Linked DNA regions of Mus musculus: region 2 is linked to region 1. The links are chromatin contacts, called in public Hi-C maps. All regions are on one chromosome and are shown on one strand. The core of a region is the stretch at or near the end of the contact, and the rest is flanking DNA. Distances in the headings are between cores, read along the strand shown. Region 1 has its middle 17 kb from the start of Usp40. Region 2 holds the start of Ugt1a6b (UDP glucuronosyltransferase 1 family, polypeptide A6B).

The links. A called contact is a pair of places that touch in the nucleus more often than the background predicts.
Region 2: a contact with region 1 is called in a Hi-C map of liver, with 3 times the contacts expected there. The contact joins the promoter of Ugt1a6b here to the enhancer-like site in region 1. A contact is called at or near these places in 3 of 39 promoter capture datasets (erythroid cells, liver and macrophages), 3 of 484 Hi-C or Micro-C datasets (bone marrow-derived macrophages, cortical neurons and liver), 1 of 115 datasets of contacts at active chromatin or transcription factors (acute myeloid leukemia) and 1 of 9 other capture datasets (liver).

Annotation. Positions count from the first base shown.
Region 1 is chr1:88,022,062-88,029,125 of GRCm38.p6, forward strand. It overlaps the pseudogene Gm5832 and the pseudogene Gm15375. Among named protein-coding and RNA genes, the nearest start is that of Usp40, 17 kb to the left of the region's middle. Within about 2 kb of position 3,065, at least 3 of the 459 cell types and tissues checked have an H3K27ac peak or open chromatin away from gene starts, as enhancers often do. A contact at or near this core is called in liver, where this site is marked.
Region 2 is chr1:88,099,234-88,106,297 of GRCm38.p6, forward strand. It overlaps Ugt1a6b (UDP glucuronosyltransferase 1 family, polypeptide A6B), which reads left to right and starts at 4,024. Exons shown (of 6, transcript NM_201410.3): 1 at 4,024-4,145. All of the region lies in intron 1 of Ugt1a10 (UDP glycosyltransferase 1 family, polypeptide A10), which reads left to right. All of the region lies in intron 1 of Ugt1a9 (UDP glucuronosyltransferase 1 family, polypeptide A9), which reads left to right. All of the region lies in intron 1 of Ugt1a8 (UDP glucuronosyltransferase 1 family, polypeptide A8), which reads left to right. It also overlaps Ugt1a7c.

The DNA of each region.
Region 1 (7,064 bases), core at 1,815-4,314:
AATGCTCACTATATCTGGTGAAATCATCATAACTTTCCCCCGAGAGTCTCTCCATAGAGGTCACACTGCCCTGGTGCCTGTGGTGAGAGGAGTTCTGTGTCTACACTGTGGTGAGCCAATTCCTCAGAGCATCACTGTTTTACACCCAAGTCAAAGGATTTTCATGACTCCTGTTGTAAGCATTAAGTGATTAGAGTCTCCATTAAAAAGACACTGCCTAGACGTTTCCACAGCCGCCTACCCGCAGCTTGAGTGCCCTGCACCACCTTTCATGGAAGTCTGAGCCGGCTGTACAGCTTTCCTCCTTGTTCCTGCAGCCATGTCCACGAACGAGAATGCTAACTTACCAGCTGCCCAACTTAACAGATTCAAGAACAAGGGGAAGGACAGTACAGAAATGCGTTGCTGCAGAATAGAAGTTAATGTGGAACTCAGGAAAGCTAAAAAAGATGAGCAGATGCTGAAAAGGGAAACATCAGCTCCTTTCCTGTTGATGATACTTTTCCGCTACAGGAAAACCGGAACAACCAGGGGACTGTAAATTGGTCTGTTGAGGACATTGTTTAAGGCAAAAACAGTAACAATTTGGAAAGCCAGCTCCAAGCTACTCAAGCTGCTCAGAAATTGCTTTCTAGAGAGAAACAGCCTCCTATAGACAACGTCATCCGGGCTAGTTTGATCCCAAAATTTGTGTCCTTCTTGGGTAAAATTTATTGTAGTCCCATTCAGTTTGAGTCTGTGTGGGCACTCACCAACATTGCTTCTGGAACATCTGAACAGACCAAATCTGTGGTGGATGGAGGTGCTATCCCAGCGTTTCTTTCTCTCTTGGCATCTCCCCATGCTCACATCAGCGAGCAGCTGTATGGGCTCTTGGAAACATTGCAGGTGATGGTTCAGCTTTCTGAGACTTAGTTATCAAACACTGTGCGATTGACCCACTGTTGGCACTTCTAGCAGTTCCTGATCTGTCATCCTTAGCATGTGGTTACTTACGTAATCTTACCAGGACCCTTTCAAACCTTTGTCGAAATAAGAACCCTGCACCTCCCTTAGACGCTGTTGAGCAGATTCTTCCTACTTTAGTTCGACTCCTGCACCACAATGATCCAGAAGTATTAGTAGATTCCTGCTGGGCCATTTCCTACCTGACTGATGGTCCAAATGAGCGCATTGAGATGATTGTGAAGAAAGGAGTTGTTCCCCAACTTGTGAAGCTTCTAGGAGTTACTGAACTGCCCATTGTGACTCCTGCACTAAGAGCCATAGGTTATATTGTCACTGGAACAGATGTACAGACTCAGAAAGTGATAGATGCAGGAGCACTTGCAGTCTTTCCCAGCCTGCTAACAAACCCCAAAACTAACATTCAGAAGGAGGCCACATGGACAATGTCAAACATTACAGCTGGACGCCAGGACCAGATACAGCAAGTTGTGAATCACAGCCTAGTCCCCCTTCTTGTTGGTGTCCTCTCTAAGGCAGACATTAAGACACAGAAGGAGGCCGTGTGGGCTATAACCAACTATACCAGCGGTGGGACTGTTGAGCAGATTGTATATCTCATTCATTGTGGGATAACAGAACCTTTGATGAACCTCCTGAGTGCAAAAGATACCAAGATTATTCAGGTTATTCTTGATGCCACATCAAATATCTTTCAGGCTGCAGAGAAACTATGTGTGACAGAAAAGCTCAGTATAATGATTGAAGAGTGTGGAGGATTGGATAAAATTGAAGCACTACAGAGCCATGAAAATGAGTCTGTATACAAGGCCTCATTGAACTTAATTAAGAAGTACTTCTCAGTGGAGGAAGATCAAAATGTGTTGCCAGAAACTACCTCTGAAGGCTTTGCCTTCCAAGTTCAGGATGGAGCTCCCGGGACCTTTAACTTCTAATGTCCAGCCAAGGCACAAAATAGCTATGTGCTGTGCTATTCTATGTTCTCATAGATTTGTCTTACTGTTTTCTCTACTAAGAACTCTTTTTAAATGTGGTTTGTTATTGTCGCACTTTTTACAAAAGAAACTATACTTGAACAGTTATAAACTGTACATACTCTATGAAGCTGTCCTCTGAATTTATTTCTATTTGGAATTTCATACCCTGTCATGTCCTGTAAATAAAGATTAAAGTTCCATTCTTTAAAAAAAAGACACTGCCTTACATAGTCATTATATCCTGCCTCACTCAATACCAGGACTAAGTCCATCAGTCTCTCCAGGAACTGTGATGAAAGATGCAAGTCCTAGGCTTCAGGCCCATTGGTTCCTAGAAGAGCACCTCTCTCCAACCCTCCCACACACCCTCGCCCCCACCCCCAGCCATGGTGCCTGGAGTAAAGTAATCTGACCCTCATCATTGGAGTCAACGAGTTTTTAGAGGTCAGGTGCTCTTCATCTTCTATCTTGTGTCCAGATGTCTGTCCAAAAGCCAGGCTTAGAAATAAAAGCCATCCTGTCTTAGAAACGTTGCTTAAAAGAACAAAAGCCTCCTAGTGAATATCTAAAACAGTGAGTGTTTCCTATTTTGACAGGGACAGTGGCTGGCTTATTAGATGACTGGAGTCCTACAGCAGGGCAGAGTCCCAAGGCTCAGTACCTGTCAGTCAAGACTCCTAAACTCTCAGATCCATGAACTCAAAGCAACTTAGAATTGATTTGAGACCTGAGAAGTCCTTTAAAACAAAATGTGTCCTTTAGGGAGTATCCTGCTTCTGTGTGACCTCTAGCACTCTCTACCTCTACTTGGTGACTCTCACTGTCTCTCCTGCTGAGCTTCAGTTCCTATGCTGTATAAATGACCGTGTGGTAGTTGAAGAGACCCCTTTAAGGCAGCCTCTTACTTTTTCGGAATTGTCAACACCTAAAATATTGTTTCATGACTCATTCCAAACTGTTTCTGAAATAGAAGTCATGATATTTCCTAAGCAAAGATCATAACCATTTTTTACCTGGAGAGCATATGAAAGATATTTCTGTCAGTGCAGTTAAGTATTGCTCTTTTGAGTAAATCATTAACACTGAATTTAACGTCACTTGCAAACATGCAAATACATGTGTACACTGCAGAAGGTCTTGTGTTTCTAACTATTAGAAAATCCTACAGTCATAGCAACTGGATTACTCTGGGCTCTGATTTTTAACATGACTCCTGCAACCTTTCCTGCCTCCTTTCCTCTATGTCTGCTCCTGGCCTCAGGCTTGGTCCAGGCAGGCAGGCTGCTGGTGGTGCCCATGGATGGGAGCCACTGGTTTGACATGCAGATGGTTGTGGAGAAACTCATTCAGAGAGGGCATGAGGTGGTGGTAGTAATCCCAGAGGTGAGTTGGCGGCTGGGGAAATCCCTGAATTGTACAATGAAGACATACTCAATTTCTCACACTCTGGAGGACCTGGAGAGAGAGTTCAAGTATTTTACTTACACTCAATGGAAAACTCCAGAACAAAGTATACGTTCTTTCATGACAGGCTCAGCCAGTGGTTTCTTTAAACTGATGTTTTCACACTGTAGGAGTTTGTTTAACGACAAGAAGTTAGTGGAGTAATTGAAGCAGACTTCTTTTGATGCAGTGTTTCTGAATCCTTTTGATATGTGTGGCTTAACTATTGCCAAATATCTGTCACTCCCATCAGTGATCTTTGCAAGACTTTCATTTTGCTACTATCTTGAAGAGGGTGCCCAGTGTCCGAGTCTTCCTTCTTATGTTCCTGGACTTTTCTCAAAATACACAGGCACCATGACTTTCAAGGAGAGAGTGTGGAACCATCTTATCTACATTCAAGACGATGTATTTTGCCCCTATCTTTACAAAACTGCTGTTGAAATTGCCTCTGAAGTTCTGCAGACCCCAGTGACTATGACAGACCTCTTTTGCCCAGTGTCTATTTGGTTGTTATGCACTGACTTTGTGTTGGAGTTCCCCAGACCTGTGATGCCCAACATGGTCTTTGTTGGTGGGATGAACTGTCTCCAGGGGAAGCCACTTTCCAAGGTATGTTATATATGCTTTAGCACATGAGGAGAACTCTAGCTTTGGACAATATATAAAGAAATTCTTTACTGATTTGTGATTTACTGTTTGTATTCTTGTATATGCAATTTCTTTTGGGTTAGAGAATTGTTCTTTGCCAATTTCTAATTAGGAGAATAATTTCCATATAGGTGACTTATTGATATGGATGTGTACAGCTGTGAGATATTTATACATAAATTCCAAGGTACAATCAAATTTTGAATTTACTTTTATGATTCACATTGTGTGTGTAGGTCATGATTAGTAAGGGGAGAGGAAAGAAAACTTTCCTGAGTAGGAGCAAGGACAGTAATGATAGACATGCCACTTCAACACAGAAGCAGGACTATTCAGGGGCAGGAAGAGAACATGTGGAGGTAATGCTGGGCAGCTGGGGAGTGGAGAGAGCCAGAGGAAAGCACTGAACCTCTGAAAATGCCATAATGCCACCGGATCATTTGTATTCTAACCTAGAAGAGGAATTTAGAGAGATAACAACAACAACAAAAACAACAACAAGAACAAAACCCCTTCAAGCTGCATTTTAATGTTTTTGTAAACATTGACAAAACACTTCAAGCCTTGGAGCAGCATTCAGTATGTGTAGGTTATCCTCTATAGGAGTACTCATACAGATTGCCCAAACTTCAAAAGTTATTGATATGATACCTAGGATGTAATGTCTGTCAGTTTCTTGTTTTTAAGAACACACCAGATAAAACAGAAATTTACATTTCAGTGCTGGACAATTCAACAGAAAAATCAATGTGGCCCAAGACAAGGCACAAGAATCATACTATTCTCATATACCAGACTGTGGGAACCACTTGCTGACACATTCAGAGTTCCATAACAGTACTATACTGAAAACTAAAGTACATCTATCTGCAGCTGACCTGGTGCAACCCCATGTTGGCCCTGTGTGCACTGTGTCAGTATCTGTGAGTTCTTTTGAGCTTTGCTGAGTTGTTTTACAGGGCTTTGTTTTTCTGGTGCCCTGTGTCAATTCCTTCTCCCCAATTCTTCCTGCTTCCTCCTCCTTGGAGTTCCCTGAGCTCTGACGGAAGGGATTTGATGGAGATATCTCCTTTAGAGCTGTGTATTCCAGGGTCTGTCTCCCTGAAATGTCTTGCTGTGGGTCTCTGTGTTTGTTTCCATCTGCTGCAAGAGGAAGCAGCTATGCTGATGGCTGAATAAGACCCTGACTATGACTCCAGCAGAATACCAGTGAGAGTCATTTTATAGGTATCTCTTTTTTTATTTTTAAAAAGATTTATTTATTTCATGTATATGAGTACAATGTACCTGTCTTCAGACACACCAGATGAGGACATCAGATCCCATTACAGATGTTTGTGAGCGACCATGTGGTTGCTGACAATTGAAATCAGGACCTCTGGAAGAGCAGCCAATTCTCTTAACTGGGAGGCATCTCCCCAGTTCATTGTTACTTCTCTTTAAACAATCCAGATGTATTTGGTTTTGCCTTGGCTCTTGAGTCTATCTAGATTCAAGCAGTGCTATATTTGAGTTCCATCTCATGGAGTGGGCCTTAAGTCAAATCAGACATTGGTTGGTTAATCTCATGGAGGTTTGCACGTCCATTACTATAACATATTTTATAGTCATGACCGAGTGTAGGTCGAACATATTGTGGTTGGGTTGATGATTACTTTCCCTTTAATATTCTGCAGCAAACCTTTCCATGGCATAGACACCAGAGTATGGGTGTGAAGGGTCTATGTAGGTACCAGCTCCAGCTCTCCATGGTCAGTGAGTCATGTGTGCGCTATCTCCAAAACTGGGTCCTTGCTTCAGTGTGTGGAGAGCAAACTATTGTCTGGGTTGTTTGGTGATTTCCATGATTTTCTTTTGGCTAACAAGTGAATTAGATGTAACCCAGTCCTGGTACTGAAATCCTCATTACAAGATATGGTTGGCAGGGTTTTGTCTCCTTTGCTGTATGGCTGCTTTATTGTGGTTGCCTTCCTATTATAGGAAGTTTCCACTGCACTCAGTTTGTACAGGGCCACTCAAATGCTCTTCAATTGTAGCTGGCTCTTCCAAAAATCTCCCCCTTAGTCTCATTTCCCCTCACCCTTCCCACCTGACTCCTCTGCTCCTATCTCCTCTTTTAGCTCCAGTCAACCCATAAAATCTATTCTATGTTCCACTCTCATTGAGATCCATGTGTCCCTCCTAGTCCCTTTCTCAATGCCTACCCTTCTAGGTTCTATGGATTGTAGCTTGATTATCACTTACTAAATGGCTAATATCCAAATATAAGTGAATGCATACAATATTCTTTTTGCATCTGTGTTATCTTAGCAAAGATGTTTTATTTCCTAGTGCCATACATTTGTCTACAATGTATGGCACTAGGAAATTTCATGATGTCATTTTTATGGTTTTCAGACAGGGTTATTCTATGTAGCCCTGGTTGTCCTGTAACTCACACTGTAGACCAGGCTGGCCTTGACTTCAGAGGTGCACCTGCCTCTCATTCATGAGTGCCGGGATTAAAGTTTTGTATCAGGACTACCTGGCTTAACTTCTTTTTTTTTTTTTTTTCCATTTTTTATTAGGTATTTAACTCATTTACATTTCCAATGCTATACCAAAAGTCCCCCATATCCACCCACCCCCACTCCCCTGCCCACCCACTCCCCCTTTTTGGCCCTGGTATTCCCCTGTACTGGGGCATATAAAGTTTGCAAGTCCAATGGGCCTCTTTTTCCAGTGATGGCCGACTAGGCCATCTTTTGATATATATGCAGCTAGAGTCAAGAGCTCCGGGGTACTGGTTAGCTCATAATGTTGTTCCACCTATAGGGTTGCAGATCCCTTTAGCTCCTTGGCTACTTTCTCTAGCTCCTCCATTGGGAGCCCTATGATCCATCCATTAGCTGACTGTGAGCATCCACTTCTGTGTTTGCTGGGCCCCGGCATAGTCTCACAAGAGACAGCTACATCTGCGTCCTTTCAATAAAATCTTGCTAGTGTATGCAATGGTGTCAGCGTTTGGATGCTGATTATGGGGTGGAT
Region 2 (7,064 bases), core at 2,774-5,273, 78 kb after region 1:
GTCTTGGAAAATCCCATGAGTTTTATGTTGCTGAAGAACAGGAGTTGTAGCCCAGATCTTGTGTCTGATAGGAAGGAAACATTTCCTGGGGAGAAAGTTTGTGTATAATTGTATATATGTGTGTGTGTGTGTGTGTGTGTGTGTGTGTGTGTGCATATATGCATGTGGATGGGTGCATAGCTGTGTGTGTGTGTGTGTGTGTGTGTGTGTGTGTGTGTGTGGTGTACATGCATGCACATGTGCATAAGTACACACTGTGTACAGGTTATGTTTTCTGAATCTGGCCCCCTTTAAAGCAAATTTTCTTGAGTGCTTCCTTTAACAAAATCTTCCTGAATTTATTCAGACTAATATTATTTAGAGATGCTATTACATACTTTAGTATGTATGGAAAGACATTATTATATAAAAAATTGATTTAATAGGAAATAGCCAGTCCAGTCCTTTTCATTTTTGCAGTGAGTTTTAGTAGAATTTAGTACTGATTCCCACCACTGTTGATTCATGTCATTGTGGGCAATTTGGGGCCTTGGTAGCTCTGGAGTTGGGAGGCCAGTGGTCATAGGCACAGCAACAGAAGCTCCAAACTTCCAGTCTTAAGTTTGAAGGCCACTTGTGTACCCTCTGCAGTCGGCTGGCTGCCATCTGTGTAGTCAGCACCCTTGAGAAACATCTTGCCTCTGTCTTTTTTGGAATGTTCCCCACAAGGTTGTTTTTTTCAGCATGGGAAAGTGTTGACTTAGATCCTCTGAATGTAATCCCTCAGCATGTGTGAGTTAGTTTTGATGATGTTACAGACTGATAGGGCACTGGGTTTTGTCAGAGAGTCTTTCGTTCAGCAGCCATCCATGAAAACCTTCTGTGTGCCTGGCTCAGTGTTAGGGATGCGACCACTGAATGGAGGTAGCTTTAGCCAGGCAGAAGTTTGTTGACTAATGAAGAAACAGAAGTATGAGCACAGAGAGAACCAATAACAAGGGGCCCAGTGGGGAAACCATGAGATGATGGCAAGTGCATCCCCTGTCCCATATTCCAGTAACACAAGGGACACAAGTTCTACTTACCATCCCTCTCTACTCTATCCACCTTTCCTTCCTTCGGTCTATCAATTCATTGATCCATCTATCCATCTATTTGTGTCTGTGTTTCTACTTCTGTCTTTGTCACTGTCTCTCTCTCTCTCTCATACCTGTGTGCGCATGTGTGTGTATCTATATATATTCATACTGGTGAGTGTGTGTGTGAGTGTGCATGTATGCTCATGCTTGTGAATAAGTGAGTGTGCATGTATGTGTGCTCAGGCTTGTGAGTGAGTGTGCATGTATGTGTGTGTATGCGTGTATAAGCATGAAAGACGACATCACATTGTACTCCGTGTTACTTTCTTCAGTCACCATCTCTCTCTCACTGTAACTGTACTTATCAACCCATCTAGACTGGCTAGCCGGTGAGCACCAGGACTCTTTCTTTCTCTGCCTCCCCAGAGCTGGGATTGCAAGTCCATGCTGTGGTGCCAGGATGCTGCTTCCTGATTCGCTTGGGTACCAAATGCCTGACTAGGGGTGGTGATGAGAGAAAGAAGACAGGACAGGCACACAGCACAACAATGCTGGGATTACTCAAGGTTCTCTGCTTCCTAGCTCACCAATGTGGATAATGACTTTGCCAATTTATCATGGATAATTCTCAGAAACCTAAACAGGTCATGCTCATGTCAAAATACTCATTCACCAGGCACTACACTCACTGGGGCTGCTCACACTCCCTACGTTTCAAGTTTCTTGTAAACATTGGGGGTCCAAACTCAGGTTCTAAATTTGCATGGATTGTTTAAGTAACTTGATGACTTGAGTTGAGTATATCTTTATGTGCCTATAATTATACTCATGTTTGTTTAAACATTAAAAGAACTGTTGGTTTCATCACCAACTTGATACAACCCAGACTCACCTGGATTATCTACTTTGGGTTGGCCTATGGCAGTGTCCATCCGTAGCAGATGGTTCTGCTTGCTGCAATTGATGTAGATCCCACTTGAGAGCGAGAAGCATCATTCCCTGCTTTGGGTCCCTGGACAGCATATGATTAGAGAAAGCTAGCTAAGTCCTAATCATGCACACGTTTATTTTTCTCTGCCCTTGCTTGATGATCTTCTGTCTGCTGTTTCAGGTTCTGCCATCTTACCTTCTCCATAAGGATGGACTAGAATCTGGACTTGCAAGTAAAATAAGCCTGTGTCCGATAAGCTTCTGTTTATCAGAGTATTTTACCACAGCAGCAGAAACAAAACCAGGGAAATTCATGGATTTGGTTTTGCCTTTTTTGTGTTCTGTATTCAGATTTTTTAAGTCTGAAATTGTTCTGTAGGTCTTCTGTCATCTTGTAGGTCCTGGGCCTCTAATTCCTGGGCTTAGGTATCTGAAGGATCTGGAAGGGTGAGTTCTTGAGAAGGGAATTACTCTTCATGGCTGACCTTTCCAGATAGCCCTCAGCTTCTGGAATGAAACTGTCCCCTGTCAACTTTCAGACCTCCTTCCTACTCCAGATGCTAGCTGTTCTTCATTCAATTTGGGGAGCGGCATTATTACCCATACAGGGTGGTTCTATCCCAAGATCTATGCCTTCATTCCACTGGTGTGTGCCCCAAGCCCCATTTGTTGTTCTTCAGAAATCCCTAGGTTAAAGCTGACCTTCCCCTGTATAGGTAGGAAAAATGTAATGCAAGACACCCTGAGCCTGTATCCTCGCCCTTGACTGGACTGAGTCTCCTGCAGCAGTTCTTTAGGGATAAAACATAGAAGTGCCAGGCATGCCACATTCCCTTTTCTGGTGCCCGGTACAGAAACACTCCTGACACCTGCACACCCCTCTCTCTGTGTGTGTGTGTGCGCGCACACACACACACACACACACACACACACACACACACACCAGTCTAAGAAGCAGTAGAGTCAAATCTCATGAACAAAGCTTGCAAGGCACCCTCTGGTGATGCTCTGACAGAACCTTGCTGTCCTCTCCTGCCCTCTTCCTAATTTCAACCTATGACCCCATGGACTTGCTGGAAATAATGAGCCTACCCCTGTCAGTACCCAGGTGAACCTGATGGTTTTCCTAGGAAGGGCCCTGACCTCGGTAAATTGTGTGTCTGTCATAAAGAATCCGAGGCTACATTTCCTCTTGCTTCCCCCAATCCATGCCAGCTTGCTTAAATACATTCTCCAGAAATCTTTTGCTCAGCTGCTCAGCAAGGACATAGGTACAGTGTGCTTCCTTTGTGAGCCTCTGAGGAGTGGTTTCTCATTGCTGTGAGCCAGGTTGGCAGCATCCTCTCTTGTCTCTTTTCATTCTGAGTCAAAAACCCTGATGATGTCCCAGAAGCCAGAGATCTCAAACTGGACCAGTGCCTCAGTGCAATGAACATTTACAAGTGAAGATGTGTGGACAGAGAGACATACTCTGGGATACACTGTGACAGCATTACAGCTTCTACCATGAGATATTTTCTATGCTTTTTGTTTTTGTTTTGCCTGCTTGTTCATGTGTTAAAGGCAAATGGCAGATATGACGGGGATGGTTGATGAGTGGGACTGGGGAGCACAATATGAAACCCACAAAGAATCAACTAAAAGTAAACAAACTAAAAAATAAATAAACATCAACACCCTATCCCCACACTGCTGATGCTCCACTCCAGCTTGGACTGAGTGGAGTCTATTTAAGCCTTAAAGAAAGAACTTTCATCTTGGCTATGTTCCTGCTTGCCTTTTGGGGTGGCCCCTTCAGTCTTGCTTTCCTGAGTCTCAGCTCACTGTGGTGCCAAGATTAAGGCAAGCCCTGGCATGTAGGCTCAAATGTGCATATATGTGACAAGGTCTAGGTGAGCCAGTTTTTTGATGCAAAGAACAACTTCTCCCTGGGCAGCCTGATTTCAACATCCATAACTCCCTGGCCCGCCCTCAGCAGTGATTAACAAACAGAACAAATGTAACCCTCCCTCTTTGGTGGTGGTTAGGAAACCCAGAATTCAGATGCTGGCTGATGGTGGCTGACTGGAAACCGACTTCCAGATTTCTTACTCTTGCTCAAGGGCCCTCATCACGTGCTACCTAGAGGCACAGGTCTCTAACCTTACTATCTGACAGGCAAGTAACAGATTATGTGTGGTGAGAGAGTAATACAGAATTTGAAAGATAAGGGCTTTTGTCTTCCTGTGCAGAGCTTCCCAAATGCCTGTTGATTTCATGAGGGGTGGGAGGGAAACCTGTGCTGTTTGTTTGTGATAAGCTGTTGTACTGTTTTCTTAAAGCTTATGCTTAAGGGGCAACTTTTGGAAAGTTTGTAAGGATGGGGTCTGGAACCAGCTTTGAGATTAGAGGGAAGGGCAGAGAAAGGGATTGAAGTTAGGGTTGATTACTGATCAACGGTAATTTAATCAATCAGCCCATCCCCTGTATTTCATGATGCGGCCCCTATGAAAGCACAGAGGGATTGGGTTGGGGAGCTGCCAGGTTGCTGAAGGTGTGGAGGATAGGTTGCACCAAGAACACAGAGCGGCCATGTCTCTCCCCCAAGCTCTTGGCATTTCTCCACTGCTGTCTTGTTGCACTATGGGTGCTGCTGCTATAATGAACCTCTGACTGAGTGATTTAGTTCTCTGAGTGGTTTGAGCAGAGCTGCTCTGAGGCTGAGTAAAAGAGCCTCTGGTCTGTAGCCAACTCTGCTAAGTGGTTGACTTGACTCATACATGCCTGGTAACACAAGAGCTGTGTGAGTGAAAGTGTGCAGAAGGAAAGGGTCGTTGGTTTTTCCCTTATACACATGTGGAAGGGTCAGCAACCAGCTCCTCCCTCAAAAGGGAGCTGGTTCTGTGCTTGTCTTTCCTGGAGTGACCTTTTACTATTTCATTGAAAATGAGGCACAAGGATAAAATGGACAGGCAGTCCCAATGCAAGTTCACTCACATACAATCTGGTACTCGGAACCTCCTGTATGCTGGACACTGATCTGCATGCTGCAGACTCAATAGAGAGGAACACTGGGTGTGGTAGGGTGGGACATTAGAACACTGATTGGCCACACCTGCACATGCTACTGGTAGTTGGGAGAGAGGCATAAATATACAGAAGGTGAGGATAGCAAGGAAGGGAAGGAGGCCCAGGGCCACATTCTGGGCTGCTGGACCATGGGCTCACTAGGGAAGGTGTCACGGATGGGACACTAGCAGCACTTTAAAGGAAGCAGGTGATCAGAGCTGACATCGTATTTATTATGCATATCATCTAGGGGGAGCTTCTTAGGGATTCTATGGCTATAAAGAGACACCATGACCACAGCAACTTGTAGAAAGGAAAACAGGCAATTGGGGCTGGCTTACATTTGAGAGCTTTAGTCCATTATGGTCGGGGGGTGGGGGGGTGGGAAGCATGGCATCAGGCAGGCAGACATGGTACTGGAGAAAAAGCCAGGAATTCTACATCTGGATTGGCAGGCAGCAGGGAGGGGGAGACACATTGGGCCTTGGCTGGAGCCCCTGAAACCTCAAAGGCCACCACCAGTGACACCTTTCCTCCAACAAGGCCACATCTACTCCAAGGCCATGCCTCCTAACTTTTTAAATAGTGCTACTTCCTATTAGCCCACAGGGGCCATTTTCATTTAAACCACCAAAGGGAGGGCTTGAAAGCTGCAGCCCTCTGCTCACATCAGCCCTGAGCTCTGCCTTCCCTGGAACATGCTTATCATATGTGCTCCAGGTCGCTCTCACTCTCCAGAGTTCTGTCATTTCAGAGAGAGCAATGCTATGCATCAATAAGAAAGGCTTGGGCCATAGGTGGGAAAGTTTATTTGATATCAAACAAGGAGATTCAAAATAAATTCTTGGAGCCCAGTGGCATTTGGAGCCCATTTTAGAACATGAACACAGTTTTCTGCTAGCAATACCAAAATGGTCACTTGCTTTTCTGAGCACATCTTCCTCCAAGGGTGCTGTGGAATTTCTGGAAAGTTCAGGCTATGTGGCATTGCAACAGAACAAACTGTAATGCAAATTAGGGATTTCCAGCTGTTCCCTAGGAGGCCAACCAGTTAATGGACTGGAGAAAAACATCAAGCAAAGCAACTTTTAGACAGTTTTCTATCCTCCCAACCTGTTGTATGTTAACAAAATGGGTTTATTCTTCTCTTGAATATGTCAACTTTGTTGGGTATGTCAACTTTGATTTTTAAAATAGTCCCTTTGACTTCTTTAGCCCACAGGAGCATTGTGAAGGTCTCTGAAGGCCTTGTATATTAGACTTAGACTCTCTCCTAGTTGGCTCACTACACACTCACTCTATGTGAGGCGGTGCCTGATTCTAGAACTACAAGTAAAATCCACTTAGGTTGTCTTTTAAAACTTTGTTTTGACATATTATTGATTTCAGTCTTATGTGTATGGGTGTTTGTCTATATGAGAATATGTGTGTTGTGAATATGTCCACTGAGGTAAGAAGACAGTAGCATAGCCTTTGGAATCTGGTTTACACATAGCTGTTAGCTGCTGTGAGGGGGCTGGGATTTGAACTTTGGTACTCTGGAGGACTTGTCAGTGTTCTTACCTGCTGAGCCATCTCTTCAGGCCTGCTTCTTTTTTCGAGGCAAACACCCATGAAATCCAGGCTGTTCTCAAACTCACTATGTAGCTAGGATGACCTTGAACGTCTGATCCTTCTGCCTCTCCCTCCCAGAGTGCAAAGGTTACTGACTAAGAAAGTGTTCTACTGACCAAAGTTCATCCCTGGTTCTCCATTAAGTTTTAAAAACTAAACTTGCCATCATTTTTAACCATTTGATGACTGTGAAGAAATTCAAAGACCAAGAGTTTGTGAACAGTTAAGCAGAGGTGGATAATTTTAGTTTCTTTCAAAGCTCCAGGGGTTACAACTACTGTCCTTTGCTTAGGCAGCAACCTCAGTTTTTCGAAAATAGATGGCTGGCCATAACTGCACTCAGTTTCTCCAAATAGAAGGCAGGACATAACTGCACTCTGAGGTTTGTACTGTGTGCGGATGTGGGTTGGGGTT